6 separate regions of the Mus musculus genome follow, and all the other regions are linked to region 1. The links are chromatin contacts, called in public Micro-C and promoter capture Hi-C maps. All regions are on one chromosome and are shown on one strand. The core of a region is the stretch at or near the end of the contact, and the rest is flanking DNA. Distances in the headings are between cores, read along the strand shown.

Region 1 (3,485 bases), core at 291-2,790:
GAAAGAGCTCAACCAGCAGTACTCTAGAGGAAACTAAACATTGTTCTTAGAAAAGCAAGGTCCATAGCAGTCTTCAAAACCAGACTACCAACTCAGCCTAATAGCACATGCCAGGATCCTGGCACCTGGAGGCCGAGGCAGGAGAACTGTGGCCTAGCCTACCAGTGAGACACTTAAAAAAAAAAAAAAAAAAAAAAGGAAAAAAAAAATCAAACCACCAATAGTAGACTTAACAGTCAGATGTTTCCCTGTGACACCGGCACTCTGAAAGGCAGAGGGAGACAGATCTTTGCTTTGTAGACATGACAAGCTTGGTCTAGTTAGCAAGTTCCAGGCCAACCTGGGTTACATATTGAGACCCTGTCTCAAAAACTAACCCACCCACCCATCCACCAACCAATACAACTACAATAACAGAACCTAAGCTGCCAGAGGCCAGTGTTTCCCCCTCTTTTCCCCTCTCCCTCTTTTCAACCCTTTAAAGCAGGAACCTGATTGGTCAGTCAGGGACATTCTCTTTGGGTGATGGAAGTGCACATAAGTACTCCAGAACCTGAGATCTTTCCTCTGGGAAGGTTGGATGGGTTGGGTAAAATTGAATCAGATTTAGCAGCAGGAATATTCCAGCTTTTGGCAACCATGTCTGGTCCTCCGATTTGCCCCAAGCTTAAGGAGACTGGGTCGCCATTAAAAGGCATTTTCCAAAGGGGCCCCTGTCTTGCCATCTTACGGTTGTCTATTGATTGCATGTAGCTCTTAATCAACATAGATGGGGAATTAACAATGAGGGTGCGAAGACACAAGGCTCAGCGGGGCCCGAGATCCAGAAGTGCACGAAAGGATCTCAGAAAGCACTAGCTTCCGCGCTGGGGGCTCTGCAGCTCTGAGCCTCAGGGTCCATTGGCCTGCCTGGATTTGGGGGATAAACCCTCGCGCAGCCCGGGCCCTCCACGCTGGCAGCCAGCAGATGGCTCTCGGGCTCTCTCAACTGCACGGTCTATCCCTCTCCAGACGCAAGCGTCTGCTGCACCGAAGCGAGGCTGCGAGGAGGGGCGCCGAGCCCGGCGCCGCCGCAGCAGTCAAGGCAGCAGCCACCGCAGCCAAGCACCGCGTCGGTCCCCGGGCTGTGCCCCGCGCCGGGCACCGTGCGCCCAGGCCCGGAGGCCGGCCGGGGACCCGTGCGGAGGCCGCTCTCGCGAGGCGGGGAGGAGACGCAGGGGGACCAGGAGGAGGAGCAGGAGAGGGTGAAGGAGAGGAGGAGGAGCGGGAGAAGGGGAAGGAGGAGAGCAGAGCCGGCCCGCCCCTGCCCAGCCCAGCCCGCAGGAGGCCGAGACCAGCCAGGCGGCCCAACCCTCGCCTTCCGCTTCACCTACGCCCAAGGTGCGGCGCAGAGGCCGGGCTGCGCGGCGCCCGCCCGGGAAGAAGCCGGTGTTGCAGCCGCCTTGCGTTCGGCCCCTGAAGCAGCGAGCCGAGAGGGAGGCATGTAGCGACGGCCGCAGAGCCAGCTCGGATTTTCAACTCTTAGGATTTTTTTTTTTTTTTTTTTTTTTTTTTTTTGGTACTGCGGGCGCGCGGCAACCTTGGATCAACGCCCCGCTGCTCCGGCCGGCCCACTCTTTCCTTGCAAGCTGCGGCTTCCTCGCGGAAACATTAAAGGGTCTGAAGAAGGGCGCGGGGCCGAGAGTCAGAGAGTGGGACCCGGGATCTCCCCGCGCCCAGTGGGGCAACCATGACCGACGAGAGCTCCGATGTCCCCCGGGAGTTAATGGGTAAGCTTGGCGCGGGGGCCGACTGGCCATCTTTCTCTGCGCACACCTCCTTTCCGCCTCCCTTCCCATCTCCGTCCTCTCGCAGTCTCCGCGCTCTCCTGCGCAAGTGGCGTGGGGCAGGGTCGCCGGGGGAGGGGGCGGGGTGGGGGGAGAGGCTAGAAGTTTGCTGGCCCGATGGCCGCAGGAACTGGGTGCAGAGAGAGAAGAAGGAGTGGAGAGGAATCTGGAGCCCTGGGGGACTCCACGCAGATCTCCCTGCTCAGCCCCACCAGGTGAGTCAGGTTGGCGGAAGATGGAGCTGGAGGGGCGTCCCTTCCAGTGGCCAACTCCCTGGTCCCAAACTCTGGAAAGTCTGGTAAAGCCTAGCAAGGAGGATGCCTGGCGACTGTAGGTTCCCTCGGGCTCATGTCAGGCACCCTCCAGGAAATTCCCGTTTGGGGCTGCCCCTCTTACTGACGGCCTCAGGGATGGAGGCGCCCGTCCAGCGTCAGGACCCAGCCTGACAAGGCGTGGCTTTGAGGATTGAGTTGGAAGCTAGAGGGTTACCCGGCCGATGCCTTCTCAGTCCAGGAAATGGAGGGTTAATGATAAACGCCTCATTTTAATAATGATTAACCTGCCGACCACCTTCAGTCTCTTTGGGAACACGTGTGTTACCCTGTGCCAGGTGACTGGTTTGCTTGAGGCCCTTATTGGGGGAGGGGGTGTCTTCTTTTGGAGCAGAGGGCAGAGAGAGCATTGCTTGGAATTTAAGTCCTGGAGCTTAGCTTTATCTGGAAAGGTTAAATGGCAGAAGACAAATGGGCTAGGAGCGCTGGAAACCAGCGCTTATGCTCGTGTGGAGTGCGTTGACTTGCACTAAGGTGAATATGACTTTATGGACGTACTTTGAGCTCCAGTGACTGGTATTCCCTGAGGAATACTGGGCACACACTTGATGTTCCCTGGATTCCCTGGGCGCTGACAAGGAGGGAACGTTCTCACCGATTCACCATAGTCTGGAATTTGCCCCTCTGCTGTCCACCCAGCATTGATACTTGAGAGGGCATGGTGTGCCCCCGCAAAGCTGCTCACTCTGCAGGTAAAACTTGGCGGGAAGAAGCTGTTGCCCGTTTTGTATGGAACTCTGCCTTTGTTGAACTGAAAACATGCCAACACACACACACACACACACACACACACACACGAAGTAAGGTATTTGTGCACACCCCCTACTTTGTCTCCTCAATTTCGAGACTCTTTCTGAGACATTATCGAGTGGCCCATCCGGTTCTGGGTGTTTCCAACACCCTGCCTGAACACGAAACTAACGCTGGAGGCTCCAAAGATGCCTCCAAGGGTGGCAGATTTCTAGAAAATCATGTAGCATTGTCCTGGGACCTGAAGTTTAGGTGATTTGGACTCCAGATAAAGTGTAAACGGTGAAATAAAAAGATGCTGCTGTTTATCAGCGGTTCTCAGTACTTAAGTATGTTTAAAAGGTGAATTTGACCCCTCTTTTGAAAGGAACTTTTGTGTTGAGTCAGTATTGTATATTGGTGATTTTGGAAGGATGGTGGCTCGAAGGACCCTTCTCCAGCTAACCATTTGGTGTATTCTCTTCATTGCCCTTCTGTGGTTTGTCTAATAGCATTTTCCTAGGCCTCTGTGTTGTCTGGTTAGGCTTTGGTGGTGGTGGGGTTCACCGATGTTGCTGGTTCCAGGAGCTCACAAGCA
Region 2 (3,485 bases), core at 287-2,786, 710 kb after region 1:
ACGTGTTCCTATTTGCTTTCTCTTTGAGAAGTTAGCTGTCGGAATCTACATTGTGATTCATGATGCTGGATAGGAATTGCCATACCTGGATGAACTGGTAGACTGTCCAAACAAAAGAGCATGTTTTCATCTACTATGAGAAATTTAAGCAATACAACTTATTCCAGACTTTAGGATATTGTCACAGATCTCATCTAATATGCAATTGCTTGAACATTTAACAGTAGAAGAGGAAACTGGAACACAGGGTAGTGACTAAGCAAAAGATATAACTGCAATCAATTGCCTTGAAACTAAAGGAAGCATCAAGGAGAGAGCAGCTTAGAACATCTGAAAGCAACTTTGGATCCTCACTTGGCTTAGATCAAAGCATAACCTTCATTGAGACTTATTAAAATTTAAAATGCAGTTTTATAATGTATTCTCACAGGTTCAAAATTTACTGATGTTAATACTAGAATTACACTTTTCTTTAGTGTTTTAATGGGAGAGTGATGCTGGCAGTTTAGAATTACACTGGCATCAATGTTAGCCTCTGTTGGTTACCTCATTGGTCATAAAAAAACAATGCCATAAAAACCTATCCTAGCACTCCCTTCGTACAATGTAATCACATCTGAAAGGGAATAGTTGAAATAATGAAGAGAAAACTTGAAAATTTCATTCCACTTCTTATGCACTCTGGAGAAGAAAATCTAAGGACTGAAGCCATCAATCAGCTCTCAAAAGGTAGTTACTGTGTAGTTTACAAATTGATAGTGTATCTGGCAGCGCGTTGGTTACACTGAGGCAAACATATTCTTCACACTAACATACACTTAGCTAATATTGTGTCATTTCCCAGCGTTATAATACAAAAGCCAAGCATTACAAAGCACTTAAAGTGACAGTATGGGTGGCTCTGAAAAGAGCCTTTGGGTTAGGAGTGTGAGTTAAATGAACTCACTTGGAGCTGGTGTACTTAGTGACAGCCTTGGTGCCCTCCGACACGGCGTGCTTGGCCAGCTCCCCGGGCAGCAGCAGGCGCACGGCCGTCTGGATCTCCCGGGACGTGATGGTCGAGCGCTTGTTGTAATGCGCCAGGCGGGACGCCTCGCCCGCGATGCGCTCGAAGATGTCGTTCACGAACGAGTTCATGATGCCCATGGCCTTGGAGGAGATGCCGGTGTCGGGGTGCACTTGCTTCAGCACCTTGTACACGTACACCGAGTAGCTCTCCTTGCGGCTGCGCTTGCGCTTCTTGCCGTCCTTCTTCTGGGCCTTGGTCACGGCCTTCTTGGAGCCCTTCTTCGGGGCAGGAGCGGACTTCGCAGGCTCGGGCATGGTAGAAACAAGCAACAAAGAGAAAGATAAAACAGGAAATGAGATGTGGGAGAAGCTTCGTTCTTGCCATTTTATAGAGGTTCTATGCAAATAAGGGACTCAAAAGTAGTCAACTCTGATTTGAAGGCCAGTTAGTGACACCATTACCCAAATTAGATTGTATTGTACCTCTTTCCTTATTGGCTGCAGAGGAAAGATAGTTTTAACCAATCACACATCAGCTTTTCCACTTCCATGTACGAGTATAAGTAGCTTCTCGTCTGGCCTTTTAGTACCGCTTCGTTGTAATTCTTTGCAATTATAATTTCCTACCTTCTTGCGTCAATGTCTGGACGTGGCAAACAGGGTGGCAAGGCTCGCGCCAAGGCCAAGACCCGCTCCTCCCGGGCCGGCCTGCAGTTTCCCGTGGGCCGCGTGCACCGGCTGCTCCGCAAAGGCAACTACTCGGAGCGCGTGGGCGCCGGCGCCCCGGTGTACCTGGCGGCCGTGCTGGAGTACCTGACGGCCGAGATCCTGGAGCTGGCGGGCAACGCGGCCCGCGACAACAAGAAGACGCGCATCATCCCGCGCCACCTGCAGCTGGCCATCCGCAACGACGAGGAGCTCAACAAGCTGCTGGGCCGCGTGACCATCGCGCAGGGCGGCGTCCTGCCCAACATCCAGGCCGTGCTGCTGCCCAAGAAGACCGAGAGCCACCACAAGGCCAAGGGGAAATAAGATCTTTCTTCTAATCTCGTAAAAAAAACAAAGGCTCTTTTCAGAGCCATTCACTTAATTCAGTAAAGTGCTGAAATACTATAAGCCTTAAGTGGATTTAGGACTAAAATTTCCGATTTGTATTCAATGGCATAAGAAAATTCAACCTGTCAATTGTCCCCCAGCTTCTCCAATAAATGGGTCAATTTTTTTCAGATTCATAAGATTGCCCACTAGGACATGTGTGCATATGAGCAAAATGACCGTGAAGTTACTTTTATGCCAAGAGTATCAATTTCCATGAAACAACAGAATTGTAATTATTTGGCAACATGGTTAAAATGTTCTGCACATGTTACTGTGCACATAACGTTCTGACACAATAGGGTAGGTAAAGCCCTGCTAATGACATGGAGGGTTGCTTTTGATTTTGGGTTTTATTTTCTAGGCAGCGTCTTAACTAGTAGCTCCGGCTGTCTTGGAACTCATTAAGTTGTTCAAACTGGCTTCAATCTCACAGAGATCCTGCCTCTACCTTCCTTTTGGTAGGATTAAAGGCTTGACCACTATGCCCAGCCAATGCAGGCTAAAGGGCTTTTGGCTTCAGAAAAAAAAAAAAAAAAGACTCAAAGCCAGTATTCATTAAAACTAAAGTGAACTTGATTTGTTTTAATTATTCAATCTTGATTAATTCTATTTCATTATTTGTGAAAGTTGAGCAGTTCAAAGACTGGAACTTAAAAAGTAGAAGTACTAAAAAATGAAGTCTGAGATGGCAAAGTACTGTTCAACTACTACTTAATACTCATTGCTTGCATTAATGTGCATATTTCAAGTTATTTTTTTTTAACTTATGTTAAAGGGTGTATTTTGCCACATGCAGTTGGTGTTCTCACAGACTTGAAAAGTCTCACATCTCCCGGTGTAGAGTTATCTGCTGATGTGATTTGATAGGCAGAAATGAGTACTGGATTCCAATTCATGTCCTCTGGAGAAGCAACAAATATTCTTCACTGCTGAGCCATCTCTACAGCCTATTCATCCATTTGCTTATCCACTGACAATGTCACTGCAGACCTGGCTGACCTTATATCCATGATTAACTTCAAATTCATAGCAATCCCCCTATTTTACCCTACTTTGTTCTGGGAATATAAACAAGAATCACTTTGTCCTGTTGAGAGTTAAATACATTGACAGTACAAGAAGTGTGACTGGAATCATTTCTATGTATTGACAATAAAAGGGAGCATTGGATAATAGGAGGTTTAGTTCGAAGAAACCTTTATAACTACAATCATTGTGGTAATGTCTAGAAAAGGCAATACAAATCAATTTGTAATCAAATTCCAGTCCAGCAGGTAGGTCTCAGTAGACTACACAGTAAAGGACCACCTTCTTTCAAAGAAAACGAAAATGAAAACTGTGCCTTTACTTACTTTACTTACTGATAGTTATGGGGTATG
Region 3 (3,485 bases), core at 480-2,979, 620 kb before region 1:
CATGCCCCAGCTCTCTCCAGTCTGTCTTCTACACACTCCACAGTTAGCCACTTTCTCCAGTCTTTTATTTTTACAGAGAAGTATGAGAAAGGCATTTTCTGAGCCCCTGGTATCCAGATACGATCCTGGAATACGAATGTGAACACTTGTCTGAGTGCATTTTCGGTTGCTAATAACACAATACCACAGCTTGGGTAAGTTGTATTGTTTTAGCTCATGGCTCTGATACAAGGTCAAGGCAATGGCCTTGCTAGCAGAATCCCTAGGCGGTATAGAGCATAATATGCAAAAGACCTAAGCAAACTGGCCTTTACAATAGAGTCACTCCTAAAGCTCCATTGAATTCCTAAGTGGTTGCATGGTGAAGGCAAAGCCTTAGTCAGCTATGAAAAGGTCCTGTATGACCCCGCCTCCTGGGCCTACAGGTGGCCCGTTCCTCGTGGGAGTTCCCCCACTAGGTGCCCCCCCCCCAACCCTCTGAGGGGCTTAGTCACCTTATGACACCAGTAAAATTGGATTAGGACCCAGCCTGACGGCTTCATTTTGAACCACTCCTAAAGGGCTCATCTCTTCCTACATTCTAGAATTTGGGGGTTAGGAGATCAACGTACAGATTTTGCCCCCAGGGTCCCCTGTGCCCGGGGGAAACCGGCTGTCTTCAAATTTAGACTTGGAATGTTGACACGAGCTTTCCCTCCCCATCCCCAACTCCCAGAGAGTTCATTTAAGGAGCAACAGCAGTGGGAACTCCAGGCAGAGCCTTGACCAGGGTTGAGCAGAGACCAGGACGAGAGGGCAAGCTCCCAGGCCTCAAGGCTCAGAGTTCCTCGCAGGTCCCAGCTGGACATGATGAAGGCAGGAGGGTGATACTGCTTCACAAATCAAGACAGAAAGGGTTGGCTGTGGGCTTCAAGTACTACCTCAATATGGAGCCTGCAGCCTTCGCTCCCAGACCTGATGGTTTCGCCCCTGCAGAATGCACAGGGAACCGCCTCTGAGTGGCAACTGACAGAGGCGCAGACAGCCCCACCTTTACTCTGCTCTGTGGCTACTAAGCTCCTAGTGGGGCTTTCTTCCCAGAGCGCCACAAAAAAAGAGGACCCTGGGTGATTCCCCCAGCGCTGCTCAGAGGGCCTCCTCCAACCCCTGGCTTGCTGATGAGTTCAGAAAGATTCAGTTGATGAGGGTTACAATAGTCCCGAGGACAGAGGCCAAGCCCAATCCCGAGGAACCGGAAGCACAGCCAGACTCTGGCATGTCCATACCAGGGGCACTTTCCTTTACATGTTGGGCGGTCCACAGACCTCTGCTCTCCGGGGAGTCACTTCAGCAATGGGAAAGCAGAACGCGGGAGCGCTAGAAGCCTCTTCCTCTAAGAAAAAACGAAGTGTGTTCTGGGGCAAGGGAGAAAGCTGACCTAGAAAAGGAAAGGGCGGGGGGGGGGGGGGCATACATAGTTAGACCTTTGAGAACATTTTTTAAAGTTTTTGTTTTCATGACAAAAAAAAAATGTGTTTTTTTTTTGTCATGCTATCATCACTATCTATCAGCTATCTATCACCGGTCACAATACCTGAGATTTGATGAATTTACAAGAAGGAAGGGTCTATTTTGACTCACCGGTCTAGTCCACCGTTGTGAGCAGCTTACTTTGGGACCGGGCCCAGAATGAGCATCAACAGAGCTGGGCTGAGGAAAACGGCTCCCACGGCGGGTGGAGAAGCAGAGCGAGGAAGGCACGCACCCAGTGAGGTCACTTCCTTCCACCGGACCCCACTTCTTAAAGCTTCCAGTGTGTTCCAGCAGTGGCGGGGTTTGGGGATCAAGTCTTCCCACACATTGGTCTTTCTGGGACATTTTAGATCCAAACAGTGGCCGAAAGTCATTGTCATTGGGCTGGTGTGTATTTGGCTCATCTCCCTTTCAAAAACTCAGTAAAATAAAGAACTCTTGCAAGACCGTAATGATCAAGGAGACTTTTAATTCACAGACCTGAGGAGTAGCACTCTGGGTCTCAGAACGGGACCTCCACAATTTACCCCAACAAAATTGCTAATAGACTGATGGAGACAACTTCGTGGTGGAAGAGATCCAAGAATGAATACATCCAGCATCAATTCTACAAAACTAGAAACTTCAAGGACGTCTGGTAATGTGGTTTAAGGGAAGGTGTGTCTATGAAGGGTCGCACAGAATCGTTTAGGGTGACGTATTCATTAGCTCAGTTAGAGCGGCGGCTCCAGGGCATGGACATATTCATCACATTATACTTAGTATGTGTAGTTTATTCTAAGTGAATTATACCCCAATATACTTTTTAAAAAATTACTTTTCCTGCAGTGCTATGAACTGAATTTAGGTTCTCACACACGTAGGTAAATTCCTAGTTGTAAATTGGTTTTTGTTTGTTTGTTTGTTTTATAAATACTGTCAGGGCTGTGCTACAGTGTCTCAAAATACAGTGGGGAGAGAGAGAGAGAGAGAGAGAGAGAGAGAGAGAGAGAGAGAGAGAGAAAGGAAGGGAAGGAAGGAAGGAAGGAAGGAAGGAAGGAAGGAAGGAAGGAAGAAAGAAAGAAAGAAAGAAAGAAAGAAAGAAAGAAAGAAAGAAAGAAAGAAAGAAAGAAAGAAAGAAAGAAAGAGAGAGAGAAAGTTAGTTTGCAGCAGGGACAGAATGTCCTTTAATATTGATAGAAAGCCACTGAGCTGAGACTGGTCAATTCAAGCTGACTGTCCTCAAGAAGGACCCGTGAGTTTCAGAAATTGTATTTGTTTTCCCAATATAGATACAGCAAATAATAGTTTTAGTCTTTGTTCATTTGGGGTGTGTGTGGTGTGTGTGTGTGTGTGTGTGTGTGTGTGTGTGTGTGTGGTTTTGTTTTGATTTGAGACAGGCTCTTTCTACGGAGCCTGACTGTTCTAGAACTTACTATGTAGACCAGGTTGGCCTTGAACTCACAGAAATCTGCCTGCCTCTGTCTGCTCAATGCTGGGATCAAAGGAGTATGCCATTATACCTGGCTAAGTGTTTTAGTCTTTGCAGACAACCCCTATTACAGTCCATTTAAAACCTTTTTGTGGGCTGGAGAGATGGCTCAGTGGCTATGAGCACTGACTGCTCTTGCAGAGGTCCTGAGTTCAATTTCCAGCAATGGTGGCTCATTACACATAGTGGTGGCTCACAACCATCTGTAAAGGGGATCTGGTGCCCTCATCTGGCGTATCTGAAGACTGTGACAGTGGACTCACATACATGAAATAAATAAAACTGAAAAAAAAAAAGTCTTTTTGTAAGATAAGAGCAGCCATGGGGTCATTCATACATAAACACATGAATGATCATGGTCCAAAAACTTTTTACAGACACAAAATTTGAAATTCATATTAGGCATGTGATCAAAACATTTCAATTTTTTTCCCAACCATATAAATCCTAAAACCTGGAGCTGGAGATATAATTCAGGGGTAGAGCCTACCATACACCAGAC
Region 4 (3,485 bases), core at 346-2,845, 580 kb after region 1:
TTTATCGTTATAAATAAGTACACTGTTGCTGTCTTCAGACACACCAGAAGAGGGCGTCAGAGCTCATTACGGATGGCTGTGAGCCCCATATCACCAGCTCCTATGCTGGGATTTTAATTCAGCTGATGAACCCTAGAATACTTATCTCCACCCCAAGAAAGCCAATTTTAGAACACTTGCTATTTCTTGGCAAACCTCAAAAGGAATTACCACAGCTACCTGGTAGCAGACCTCTGTTGTCTTCTGCAGTAAGAAGTAAATATGGTTAATTTAATTAATTTAATTTTTTCAAAATTAACCATAGACTTAGAAGTTTATCAGGAATATTTTGAAACTATTTTTTTCTGGATGTGGTCTTTGTAATTCATAGTTTTCTGGGGCCCCTGGTATAAAGTTTTTGTGGTGAACATATGTAACAAAAGACAGGAATTAAAGGTCTTCATTTTGGTCAGCAGGCTTTATTTTAAAAATTGTTACTAGCCATAATATTAATTCTATATTTTACTTTGTCTGTGTGAGTAGTTTGCCTGCATTCATGGGTGCCATTGAGATCAGAAAAGAGCATCAGTCTCCTGAAACTAGAGTTATGCATGTTTGTGAGCTACCATTTAGGCTCTGGGAACCAAATCTTGCCTTCTGGGGGAGTATCAAATGCTCTTAACTTCTGAGCCATCTCCTCTACATCATTGTTAAATTAAAATTTGGAATGCCAAAATCAACATTAAACCCGCATCGAGACTTACTGCTACTTACTCTTCTGCCTTTTTTTAAAAAGGGGGGCGGGGGTCGGATTAGCCTTGTTTTGACATCACTAATCATATCACAAGCTTCACCAGGACCTTGTAGACTTTGTAATGACCTTAATCAAGTATTAGCCCTGTACTGTAATTACCAGCTCTACAAAACACTTCTTCTCTTAAGGTGAGCAAGCCATGCTGTGATTAATAAGGGCTGGAAGGGAAACAAACTTGGAATCACAGCAGGTAGAGGATAACCGATAACCTAACTATTCTTTTGTAGACTTTCTCAGTTTTTATTAAAAAAGAGGATAGACGGAATCATTAGGTCTCTGACTCGAGATAGGGAATATGAAGTTTGCAGTTAGGGTGCTCAATTTGAGATGCCTTTTCAATGTTTATGTCTACCCAAACAAAACTGCCGGGAATAGATTAAACTTTACTGACATGGGACAGTCTTGGCATATTTTACCTCTGTTTTGGACATCTAACCTGAGTCCTCACAAAGAAACCATCAACTAATTTAATACAAGACAGAAATAAAAGCAAACGAGAAATGGGGATGTCTGCTTTGTGGAATGGCCCCAATAAGCCTTTCTTTCATGAGAAAGAATGGGGTCGGGGTGGGGAGGAGGGAATGAAGTTTTTCTGCAGGATTTAAATGTGGTCTTTAAGAGACACCGCATGCAAAGAATAGCTGGGGCTTGCTAGCCAATGAAAACATTCAGATTCCAATGACGCATCCTTTTTTCTCCACCCCCTTCCAAGACCCGGATTCGGAAACCCCGCCTAACGCTCTAGTTTTCAACCAGGTCCGCAGAAGGCCTATTTAAAGGGACGATTGCTGTCTCCCTGCTGTCATAACCATGTCTGGACGTGGTAAGGGTGGTAAAGGCCTTGGGAAAGGCGGCGCTAAGCGCCACCGTAAGGTTCTCCGTGATAACATCCAGGGCATTACCAAGCCCGCCATCCGCCGCCTGGCCCGGCGCGGGGGAGTGAAGCGCATCTCCGGCCTCATCTACGAGGAGACCCGCGGTGTGCTGAAGGTGTTCCTGGAGAACGTGATCCGCGACGCCGTCACCTACACGGAGCACGCCAAGCGCAAGACCGTCACCGCCATGGACGTGGTCTACGCGCTCAAGCGCCAGGGCCGCACTCTCTACGGATTCGGCGGTTAATCGACTAACAAACGATTTCCACTGTCAACAAAAGGCCCTTTTCAGGGCCACCCACAAATTCCTAGGAGTTGTTCACTTACCGAAGCTTTAATCGAGCCTGCTAGGTAGTTTAAGTGTTATTCTGTCCTATACTTATGTGGTGGGTAGTAATTATGCCATGCAGCCGAATATACCCTGTAGGTTTAACTGGGTAATATAACAAGCCCATAATTTTGAACTGTCAGAAGTTAATACTGAACGAACTGTTTTAGAATTATTTGAAGGTTTTCCACTGATCGTGTCACTTCTCAATCCACTTTTGATACCGGTCATTTAAGAGCTTATTCCCTTCTGGAGCCATCTAGAAGCTCAGGAGAGAGCAGGAACCATTGTATCTAAGCAAGGCAAAGGCTGATTACTACAGAAACTGAAGACGCTTAGCTGTTATTAATTGTATACCATTAATAAGGCCTAAGTACACATAATCTATATTAGGGACCACCTAATGGTATGTTTATATACAGTTTAGTTGTGCAGTGGCTTGATAATTTAAATTCTTGTGGGTGTGCCATGTTTGCCATCTGCCACAAGAGGGCGGCGTTATTTCCAGGAAGTTGGAGTCAGAAGCTGTTGTGAGCCAGCTGTTGTGTATTCTGATATACAAACTTCTTTTAAAGCATTAAGTGTTCTTGACTGAACAATCTCTCAAGCCACCTTACTATGATCTTTTGTCATTCCTCATACCAATGCCTAAAATAGTTTAATGTGAATTTAATATTTGTGGCACTCCATAAAACTTGATCACTTTAAAAGATGAGTTATTTTTGTTTTTTGTTTGTTTTGTTTATGTTCTTCAGCCCAGACTTCCCCAGTGCTTTTTTTTGTTATGTTGGGGCATTGAACTCAAACCCTAACATTTTCATAAAGAAGTCCTTAATTTTTAATATGGTTTTTGTCATTCTCCTGAAGCCTACATGCTATTCTCATAAAATACATAAAACATTTCAAAAATAACTGTTAGATCAATAGTATTGAACTATTTTCTAAAAGTAGAACAAAATTAGATCTTTGTTGACACATCGCACAACTGCAAAAACTTTAGGGTTTTGTTGTTGTTGTTGTTGTTGTTGTTGTTCTGTTTTTTTGCTAACTGCTTGCTTTATTTTTTTATCCATCACTGAGGAAATCCTAAAAATACAACTCAAGAAAAATAAATATAACCTCTAGCTTAAGCACTGAATATCTGGGTTCATAGTGGTCCTTTGAAAGCCTGGATGCCAGTTACTGCTGTTTGAAAGAGTAAGTTCAGTATTTTTTCAGAGTGGAAGCTCCTACTGGCGTTATCTCTATCTCCTTTGATATGAGGGTGTTTCTAGAATGAAATACATCCATTGTGTATTTCAATGGTGACTTTTATTCTAGAATAAAAGACATTGTGTGTTTCAATGGTGACCTTTATTCTGGCGTAAAGCCACAAATACACAACCAAATTTGGAAATATTCTACACATAGGGACCCTAGGATTCTACTCTAGGGTTTCAACGACAGGTCGACCTGAAGTAACTGCCCACCTTAACTTTGGTTCAAAGTG
Region 5 (3,485 bases), core at 707-3,206, 550 kb before region 1:
AGGAGGTGGGGAGGGGGTACTGGATAGGTGGACTCCACTCTTTATTTATTTATAACCTCTGGAGTGTGCAGACCCAACATTTTCTAAACAACTTCCCACGTAATTTTCAGCACAGCTGTTTTATGATGATTGCCCGTCTCTTCTGACACAGACAACTCCCATGTAAGACACTCTGGAAAGAACAGTGGCCAATTCGTGTACAAGGCCCAGTACGGCACCTTAGTTTTATTCTGCAAACTGTAGAACAACAACAATGAAAATCGGAGGCAGGGCATTGAGACAACAGGAACAGCATACACTAAAAACAAATATTAAACCTGGCTGGTATGGTTTTTAGTTCCCACAGGCTGAGGCAAGATTGCTAGGAGCTCAATGCCGGCCTGAACTACACACAAACTTGTGCCAAACTAATCAAACTTGAAACAAACCTGTCTCAAAAGAAAAACTATCGTTCTTTGGCAAGAGGAGAGCAGATAAACTATGCAGAAACAAGGAGACTTACAGGTTACCATTCTTCAGGAGAAAATCTCTACCTCTGTTTTTTTTCTAATCTTCAGTTTACATATCACCAATATTTCAGGTCAGTAAGTGTATTTCAGTAGCCAGGGTTTCACAAACCTTTAATCCCAGTACTGGGCCAATGGAAGGCAAGCCTTGACCACAAAGGAGTTCCAAGTCAGCCTGGACATATATGGCTCAAATAAAAAGTTCGGGTAGGGAGTGCTGGAATCAGATGCAATGCTAGCAAAAGGGAGGCTGGAAGAGAGCTGGAGGTCAGGATTATTGCAAGCCTCTGTCTCGAAAAAGAACAAATAACGGTAACATTAAACAAAAATTCCATCCCAGTGTGGTGGTGGGCACTCTAAATCCAGCCCATTCGATTCTGAGGCAGGTAGATCTGTGTTTGAGGCCAACCTAGTCTACACACCAAGCTCAGGCCAGCCAGGGATAAAGGGTGAGGTTCTGCCTCAAAATACATAAAATAATCTTCAGGTTTAAGAAATAAGATAAAATAAAATAAAATAAATCACGTTGGAAGCCAGTTCTAGTATGTGCCTTCAACGTGCCAGCACTGAGAGGGCAGAAGCAAGCTGATCTGAGTTCGAGGCCAGCTTGGTTCAAATAACGACGAGTTCCAGGCCAGCCAAGCGCTACACAGTGAGACTCGTCCCAAAACAACAAAGACAAGTCCCGCTGGGAAGTGACCCTGCATCCTCGGAAGCATTCCCTGAGATTTCCAGCTCTGGGGCGCCGGCCGCCCTTTTCCAGGTCCCGGTCCTCGGACGCCCAAGCCCAGCAGGCGGTCCCTCCCCGCCCTCGGCGAGCAGCCCGCGACCCCCGTCGCTTACTAGGCCTCGGACTTGAAGGACGTGGGAGGCTGGCGCGGCCACCCTTGGTCGTTCTCTGGCAGCTCGAAGTAGGCGCTCAGGGCTTTCTGAAAAGCAAAGGCACAAGGCTGCAGGGCGCGCCCCGCCTCCCGGGGGAGAGCGGCGGAAGCGAGAGACGCGAACTGACCTGCGTCTGCCAGTCGTTCTCCCGCAGGACGCTGGGGACCATCGTGGGGTCGCATCCCCCCACCAACGCAAAGCCCAGGCACTGAAGCCGCCGCCTCTTCACCCGGTCCTCCTCCGCCTGTGCTGCTTCGGGCGCCGACGCCGCCCGCCCTGCCGGCCCTGCGGGCTCCGCCGCATCGGAACTGCTGCCAGACGCCATCGCCGCAGGGTCCCCTCAAAACACCCGCTCTTCACGCTGCTTCCCGCGCGACTGATCGCGAACGCCGGAACCTGCGCAGGCGCGCAGCGTGCAAGCGCGTCCGCGTCAACCTTCCGGCAAGAAGACCGCCCTCTCTGGTCCCCGTCCGCGGCCAGCGAGGCGCAGATGGGGAGGGGGAGGGGGAGGGGAGGGGAAGGAGGGGCCGAGGAGGCCTGAAGGTTGCGCGTGCGCGCTGGGGCGCTAAAGAGTGAAGGTAACCCGTGATCATCTAGGACCAGGGCGACCGGGGCGCGCGATCCTTTCTCCCGAGCACGACGCGACAGCGGCCGGGCTTGCAGACTTGACCTTCCACACCCTTGTCCTCTCACAAACGTCTCTTCCAGAGTTCATTCTCGCAGAGCCCAGACTCTTGCTTTGCGTCCACGATGAGCAGCATGACCCAGAACCTACGAGAAGTAATGAAGGTTATGTTCAAAGTTCCCGGTTTTGATAGAGTTTTGGAAAAGGTATATTTATTGTAGGCGAAGTATCTGGTGAAGGGGACGAACCTAGTAAAACACCTTAGTGGCCTCGCAAACGCAGGGGAAGTGCGTGGCGTGGATTCTCATCGAAACGTAAATAAGCATGTTTGGTTTTTTGTTTTTTGTTTTTTTTTTAACCAGCAAACTGTTGGAGTGTGTGGAGAAAAAATGTCAGCGTACCATTTAAGGGACGCTGGAGCCTGCAGGGCTAGTATATAGGAATTGTTTCTTAAGAGTCAAGGAGGTTTGAGGTACGGAAGTGAATGCGAGAACCACCTGTACGTGTGTTGTATTTCTTGCTTTTGAGACTAGGTCTTTGTAACTAGGTCTATGTAACTATGTAACGTTTGTTGGCTGAGAACCCTTGTAGTCCAGGCTGGCCTGGGAGTCTACAGAGTTAACCAGGACCAGTGCCTGCACCCTGCCATTCCACATGAACTAACGTAGACTACTGTTTTCCAGACTTTATAGACATTGTGTTCTATAGGAAGCAATCCTTAATAAATATCCGTAGCAGAAGTCCAGTGCGTGGTATTGTCAGAGTAGAAAGACACTTAACCTTAGAACTTGCTGCAGACTTTTTAATAAATGTTTTAATGCACGCATGTCTATTTTTCTGATTAAGAAAAAATACTTGGAAATTTAAAAAGAATTTGGGCATGAAATATAAATTTTGGTCAACAACAGGCATTTGAAATCTTTTTCCTGAACACGCCCCCTCTTAGAATTTTTTAACTATGTTCATAAAGTGTCAAAAAAATAGGAAATAACCCTTAGGTAAATATATTTAATGTTTTCCAATAGGAAATATTTCAAAACTAAGGACAGCATTTGACAGTGACTTTTAGAAAGATAATATTACCTAAAAAGAATTTTAATGATTTAAGAGGAAATTTTAATTCTTTAAAAACAACCAAAAACAACTTTATGAGGACTGGGATGTAGTTAATCCAAGCTTGCAGGTGGGAGCCCGTCATTGACAGGGTTGCAGGTGGGCACCTGTCGTTGACAGGGTTCCATAGCCACTTCTCCGTAAGCTTTCCTCACCCTCCTGGGTATTAGAATATTTTGTAACGTATTTATTTGGTTTTATTTATTTATTTATTTTCTATTATTTATTTAAGTTCTATCCAGAACTTGACATGTAGACCAGGTCATCCTGGATCTCACAGAGATTGATCAGCCTCTGCTACTTGAGTATTGGGATGAATAGTATGTGCCACAGCATCTGACTGTTTTTTTGTGAGGTAA
Region 6 (3,485 bases), core at 552-3,051, 540 kb after region 1:
TTAAAGTGAGGGCTCAAAACACTGGGAGAAAACGGATTTTTACTTTCTGATCTGGCTTTCCCACGTTAAACACTTAGGTCACTGAAATCAACACTGGATCCACTGAACAAATTTCTGGTTTAGGTCTCCAAAAAGCACGTTTCACATCTCACTATAGGGTACACCAGAAATATGATCCAGGCTGCAACAAATCAGCAATCTGAATCTCTCAAAGACTGTGGGTATGAAAGAGTCCAACAGTGAATGAAAACTAAACGCTTTTTATTAGAAGCATACACTTTCAACAGATAGCCAATTTAACATTTTGGATTGTACAAAGCATTACCAAGAAACCTCAGTATTCATACAAGGTCAATCTTCAGTGACGACACACACGTATAAAGCAAGCGCTTCGGGAAGCTGAGGCAAAACAAAGTTAATCTACAACTATGCTGATCAAAATAAGGCAAAGCAAGTGTAATTGGTAATGGTAAAAAACTTGAAAAAAAAATGGCTGACAAAAGGTTGTGACGCAGTTCAACCCACAACTCCATCGCTGTGGCAAACAAACCGAAAGTACGAGAAGCAATCGTCTCAGTCCCGAGTCCAACTTAACTGTGCAGGCTAGTCGTTCCGGCAGCTACCCCATGTCTTTAATATTAAGGAAGGCAGTTCGTTGGCGCCAGCACCCCACCTTCTCCCAAACTTCCAGGCTAACCCCCACAAGAGGCTGAGCATAGAAGCCACCTACAAGCCCCGGATGCGTTTCTCCAGGCAGGAAGCTCAAACTTCGGGATGGCGCCCAATCAAACGAAGAACTAGAGTCCTGGGCCGGAGTGAGCCAACCCACAAGCAGGGCGGAACTTTCAAATCACCTTGCAGTCCAATACGAACTAGCGCCGAGGGTTGCTTTCTGCTGCTGACAGCCGTGGGAGGGTGTTCCAGCCCATAGCACTTCCTGAGCAGCCCAGCACAAACAAGTCTAGGTGGGACACGCAACCCCACCCATCCCACCGGGGGAGCGAGTGCTGCCGGGATCGAGTCCCTTGCAACCTTGCTTCATTAATCACACAAATGTCACAGCTCTTAAGTGGGAGTGGTGGCTCTGAAAAGAGCCTTTTGGATTGTTAGGGGAGGCAGCCTACTTTTTCTTGGCTGCAACCTTCTTGGCCTTGGCAACCTTGGGCTTGGCAGCCTTTGGCTTTACGGCTTTAGACGCGCTCTTGACCTTCTTGGGCTTGGTGACCTTCGCCTTCTTTGGGCTCTTGGCCACTTTCTTGGTCACAGCCGCCGCCGCGGGCTTCTTCGCCTTCTTCGGGGTCTTCTTGGCCGCCTTTTTGGGTGTGGCAGCACCAGTCGCCTTCTTAGGCTTCTTGGCTGCTCCCGCGGGCTTCTTCGCCTTGGCCGCGCCTGCCTTCTTAGCCTGGGGTTTGGCCTCGCCAGAAGCCGCCTTCTTGTTGAGTTTGAAGGAGCCGGAGGCACCGGTGCCCTTGGTTTGCACCAGGATGCCCTTGCTCACCAGGCTCTTCAGGCCGAGCTTGATGCGGCTGTTGTTCTTCTCCACATCGTACCCCGCGGCCGCCAGCGCCTTCTTGAGCGCAGCCAGGGACACGCCGCTGCGCTCCTTGGAGGCGGCCACAGCCTTGGTGATGAGCTCGGACACCGGGGGTCCGGACGCCTTACGGCGCACCCCGGCGGGCTTCTTGGCGGCCTTCTTTTTGGCAGGCGCCTTCTCCGCAGGGGGCGCGGCAGCGGGGGCAGCAGGAGCAGCCTCAGACATGATGAGTCTCTGGAAGTCAGGAACTAGTGGCAGTACGCCGATAGAGTAGCGCGGGCCCGGCGCTGTATATATAGAGCGCAGGCGCGCGCTGATTGGTGCTCCAGCGGCCTGCCTGGCAAGCTCTGAGCAGCCGCGCTGCGCCCAACTTGTGTTTGTTACACTTCACAAAAAGGAGAAAATATTAAAATATCTTGCACCAAATCTCTCGAGTTTGGTCGGTAAAGGATCCGAGAAGTCTCAGGCTTCAGGATATATGTTTATTTTTTCCTCATCCCTAAAGACAACGCGCCTAGGAGTCCCTAATTCCCCCAACTCCAAAGGAAGTCCGGGGTAGATAGAGACCACTTTCTGTTTTTCTTCTAAATTACCTGGTCGCTCCTTTGCCCTTGAAAGTTCTTTTTCTCAGGGATTATAGAGCACATCCTTCCCTTAATTTAGGGACAAAAATGAAACGATTTCCGCCTAAATTTTCACAATTATTCTGTTTCTTCGCAAGGGAAGTAACACAAGTCCTTAGTGACTTCTGATTACAGACCCACCACAACTATGGACTAGGACTGGGATTTCCAGTATAAAACACTTGGGGTAAATTGAGAGGGGGTTCATAGGCCTTGGGGGTGTATAATGTGGTGGGGGGGGTTAGGACTTAAATATCTGATTTAAAGACACTGACTTTAAAATGCTTTACATTGGTGGGGGCGGGGCACCCCATTGACTTCTATAAAGGGAGACCTTGGGCTATATTTTTAAAGCTCCTGGTTCCCCTCTGAGTTTTGCAAGGTAGGGGTCTAGCTCTGAAGAATAAAGATAATAAGAAGGGAAAGGAACCCTAAAAGTCTATATGAGCCCTCCTCTCCCCCAAATGCCAAATTAGAGTCTTTGAAAGATCTGTTTTTAAAGTGATGAGGATTTAGTTGCTTATTTGGCAGCAATACAGATATAAGTTTCAGTGCACGGGAATTCTAATCTAGAAAATAGTTTGTCTTAGTACAGGAGGACCTTCTAGACTTGGAGACTATGAGATGCAGATGTCAGTAAACTTACTGGCTTTCCAAAGGTTACCTTTGGCATAGATTTGAACAAGCTAAATATTTGAAATAGAAAATGTAACCAATTTTACCAATAAGATAAGAGACAAGATAAGTACAAATTATCATGTCATCTATAGTGGACAGCTGTATGTCATCTCTTCTCAGTTCCTCGGAATATGGCAATCTGCATTCTAGTCAACTTTGCTTTGTTAGCTTAAGGTTTTCAGCTTCATATTTCAATAACTACAACATGGTTTTGTTGTTAGAGAAAATACAAGATAAACTCTCTGCTAGTATAATTAATACATGGGGCAAAGGAAGTTCCCCTAATTTTATCAGAAATCTCTGTTTAAGTATATGTCTACATAAAAACATGTGATGAGTTTGTCAGCACTAAAGCGTGGTAAAGTCCCAAGGTTATACAAATTGAGTTCAGGGATGTTTGTGAAACAAAGCATATTTTATAAGACTGAGAATGGCCGCGTGGTTTCACGTAATAACCTTAGTTTAGCACTTGCAAGCAGCATCTCCTAGGCTTGTGTCCTCTGGGAATTAACAGCCTAATGGGATTAGGGATGGACTAATTGCTAGCAATAGAACCACTTTAAGAGTTGCCTTCCTGTGTGGACTTTGAAATGGGAATTGCAAGGCATTATTGAAAGTACACAACTCAAGCACCTTCGTCATACCAATAT

What was found. Promoter capture Hi-C pulls out the DNA fragments that hold promoters and counts their contacts. Hi-C and Micro-C count contacts between places; a contact is called where the count stands out from the background.
Region 2: a contact with region 1 is called in a promoter capture Hi-C map of cranial neural crest. The contact joins the promoter of H2ac8 here to the promoter of Carmil1 in region 1.
Region 3: a promoter capture Hi-C map of pre-B cells shows a contact between it and region 1, with 2.6 times the contacts expected there. The contact joins the promoter of 4932702P03Rik here to the promoter of Carmil1 in region 1. A contact is called at or near these places in 1 of 39 promoter capture datasets (pre-B cells), 2 of 15 datasets of contacts at CTCF or cohesin (the NIH/3T3 cell line and large pre-B cells) and 1 of 115 datasets of contacts at active chromatin or transcription factors (pancreatic cancer cells).
Region 4: a contact with region 1 is called in a Micro-C map of embryonic stem cells, with 3 times the contacts expected there. The contact joins the promoter of H4c3 here to the promoter of Carmil1 in region 1. A contact is called at or near these places in 5 of 39 promoter capture datasets (the C10 cell line, cranial neural crest, embryonic stem cells and 1 more), 1 of 15 datasets of contacts at CTCF or cohesin (embryonic stem cells), 9 of 484 Hi-C or Micro-C datasets (CD4 T cells, embryonic stem cells, palatal mesenchyme and 2 more), 2 of 115 datasets of contacts at active chromatin or transcription factors (embryonic stem cells and pancreatic cancer cells) and 1 of 9 other capture datasets (embryonic stem cells).
Region 5: a Micro-C map of embryonic stem cells shows a contact between it and region 1, with 6 times the contacts expected there. The contact joins the promoter of Acot13 here to the promoter of Carmil1 in region 1. A contact is called at or near these places in 4 of 39 promoter capture datasets (3T3-L1-derived adipocytes, cranial neural crest, frontonasal cranial neural crest and 1 more), 1 of 484 Hi-C or Micro-C datasets (embryonic stem cells), 2 of 115 datasets of contacts at active chromatin or transcription factors (large pre-B cells and pro-B cells) and 1 of 9 other capture datasets (liver).
Region 6: a contact with region 1 is called in a Micro-C map of embryonic stem cells, with 8 times the contacts expected there. The contact joins the promoter of H1f2 here to the promoter of Carmil1 in region 1. A contact is called at or near these places in 9 of 39 promoter capture datasets (the 3T3-L1 cell line, 3T3-L1-derived adipocytes, the HPC-7 cell line and 6 more), 2 of 484 Hi-C or Micro-C datasets (embryonic stem cells and large pre-B cells), 4 of 115 datasets of contacts at active chromatin or transcription factors (embryonic stem cells and pro-B cells) and 1 of 9 other capture datasets (pancreatic islet).

What each region holds. Positions count from the first base shown.
Region 1 is chr13:24,278,845-24,282,329 of GRCm38.p6, reverse strand. It overlaps Carmil1 (capping protein regulator and myosin 1 linker 1), which reads left to right and starts at 1,540. Exons shown (of 38, transcript NM_026825.3): 1 at 1,540-1,769. The coding sequence starts at 1,730.
Region 2 is chr13:23,569,271-23,572,755 of GRCm38.p6, reverse strand. It overlaps H2ac8 (H2A clustered histone 8), which reads left to right and starts at 1,536. Exons shown (of 1, transcript NM_178187.4): 1 at 1,536-2,093. The coding sequence starts at 1,648. The coding sequence ends at 2,040. It overlaps H2bc8 (H2B clustered histone 8), which reads right to left and starts at 1,356. Exons shown (of 1, transcript NM_178196.4): 1 at 893-1,356. The coding sequence starts at 1,323. The coding sequence ends at 943.
Region 3 is chr13:24,903,844-24,907,328 of GRCm38.p6, reverse strand. 4932702P03Rik (RIKEN cDNA 4932702P03 gene) reads right to left here and starts at 1,729. Exons shown (of 3, transcript NR_045182.1): 1 at 1,621-1,729.
Region 4 is chr13:23,696,568-23,700,052 of GRCm38.p6, reverse strand. It overlaps H4c3 (H4 clustered histone 3), which reads left to right and starts at 1,595. Exons shown (of 1, transcript NM_178208.2): 1 at 1,595-1,969. The coding sequence starts at 1,604. The coding sequence ends at 1,915.
Region 5 is chr13:24,829,960-24,833,444 of GRCm38.p6, reverse strand. Acot13 (acyl-CoA thioesterase 13) reads left to right here and starts at 1,956. Exons shown (of 3, transcript NM_025790.2): 1 at 1,956-2,219. The coding sequence starts at 2,139. It overlaps Tdp2 (tyrosyl-DNA phosphodiesterase 2), which reads right to left and starts at 1,786. Exons shown (of 7, transcript NM_019551.2): 1 at 1,516-1,786; 2 at 1,350-1,435. The coding sequence starts at 1,713.
Region 6 is chr13:23,737,123-23,740,607 of GRCm38.p6, reverse strand. H1f2 (H1.2 linker histone, cluster member) reads right to left here and starts at 1,801. Exons shown (of 1, transcript NM_015786.3): 1 at 1,077-1,801. The coding sequence starts at 1,759. The coding sequence ends at 1,121.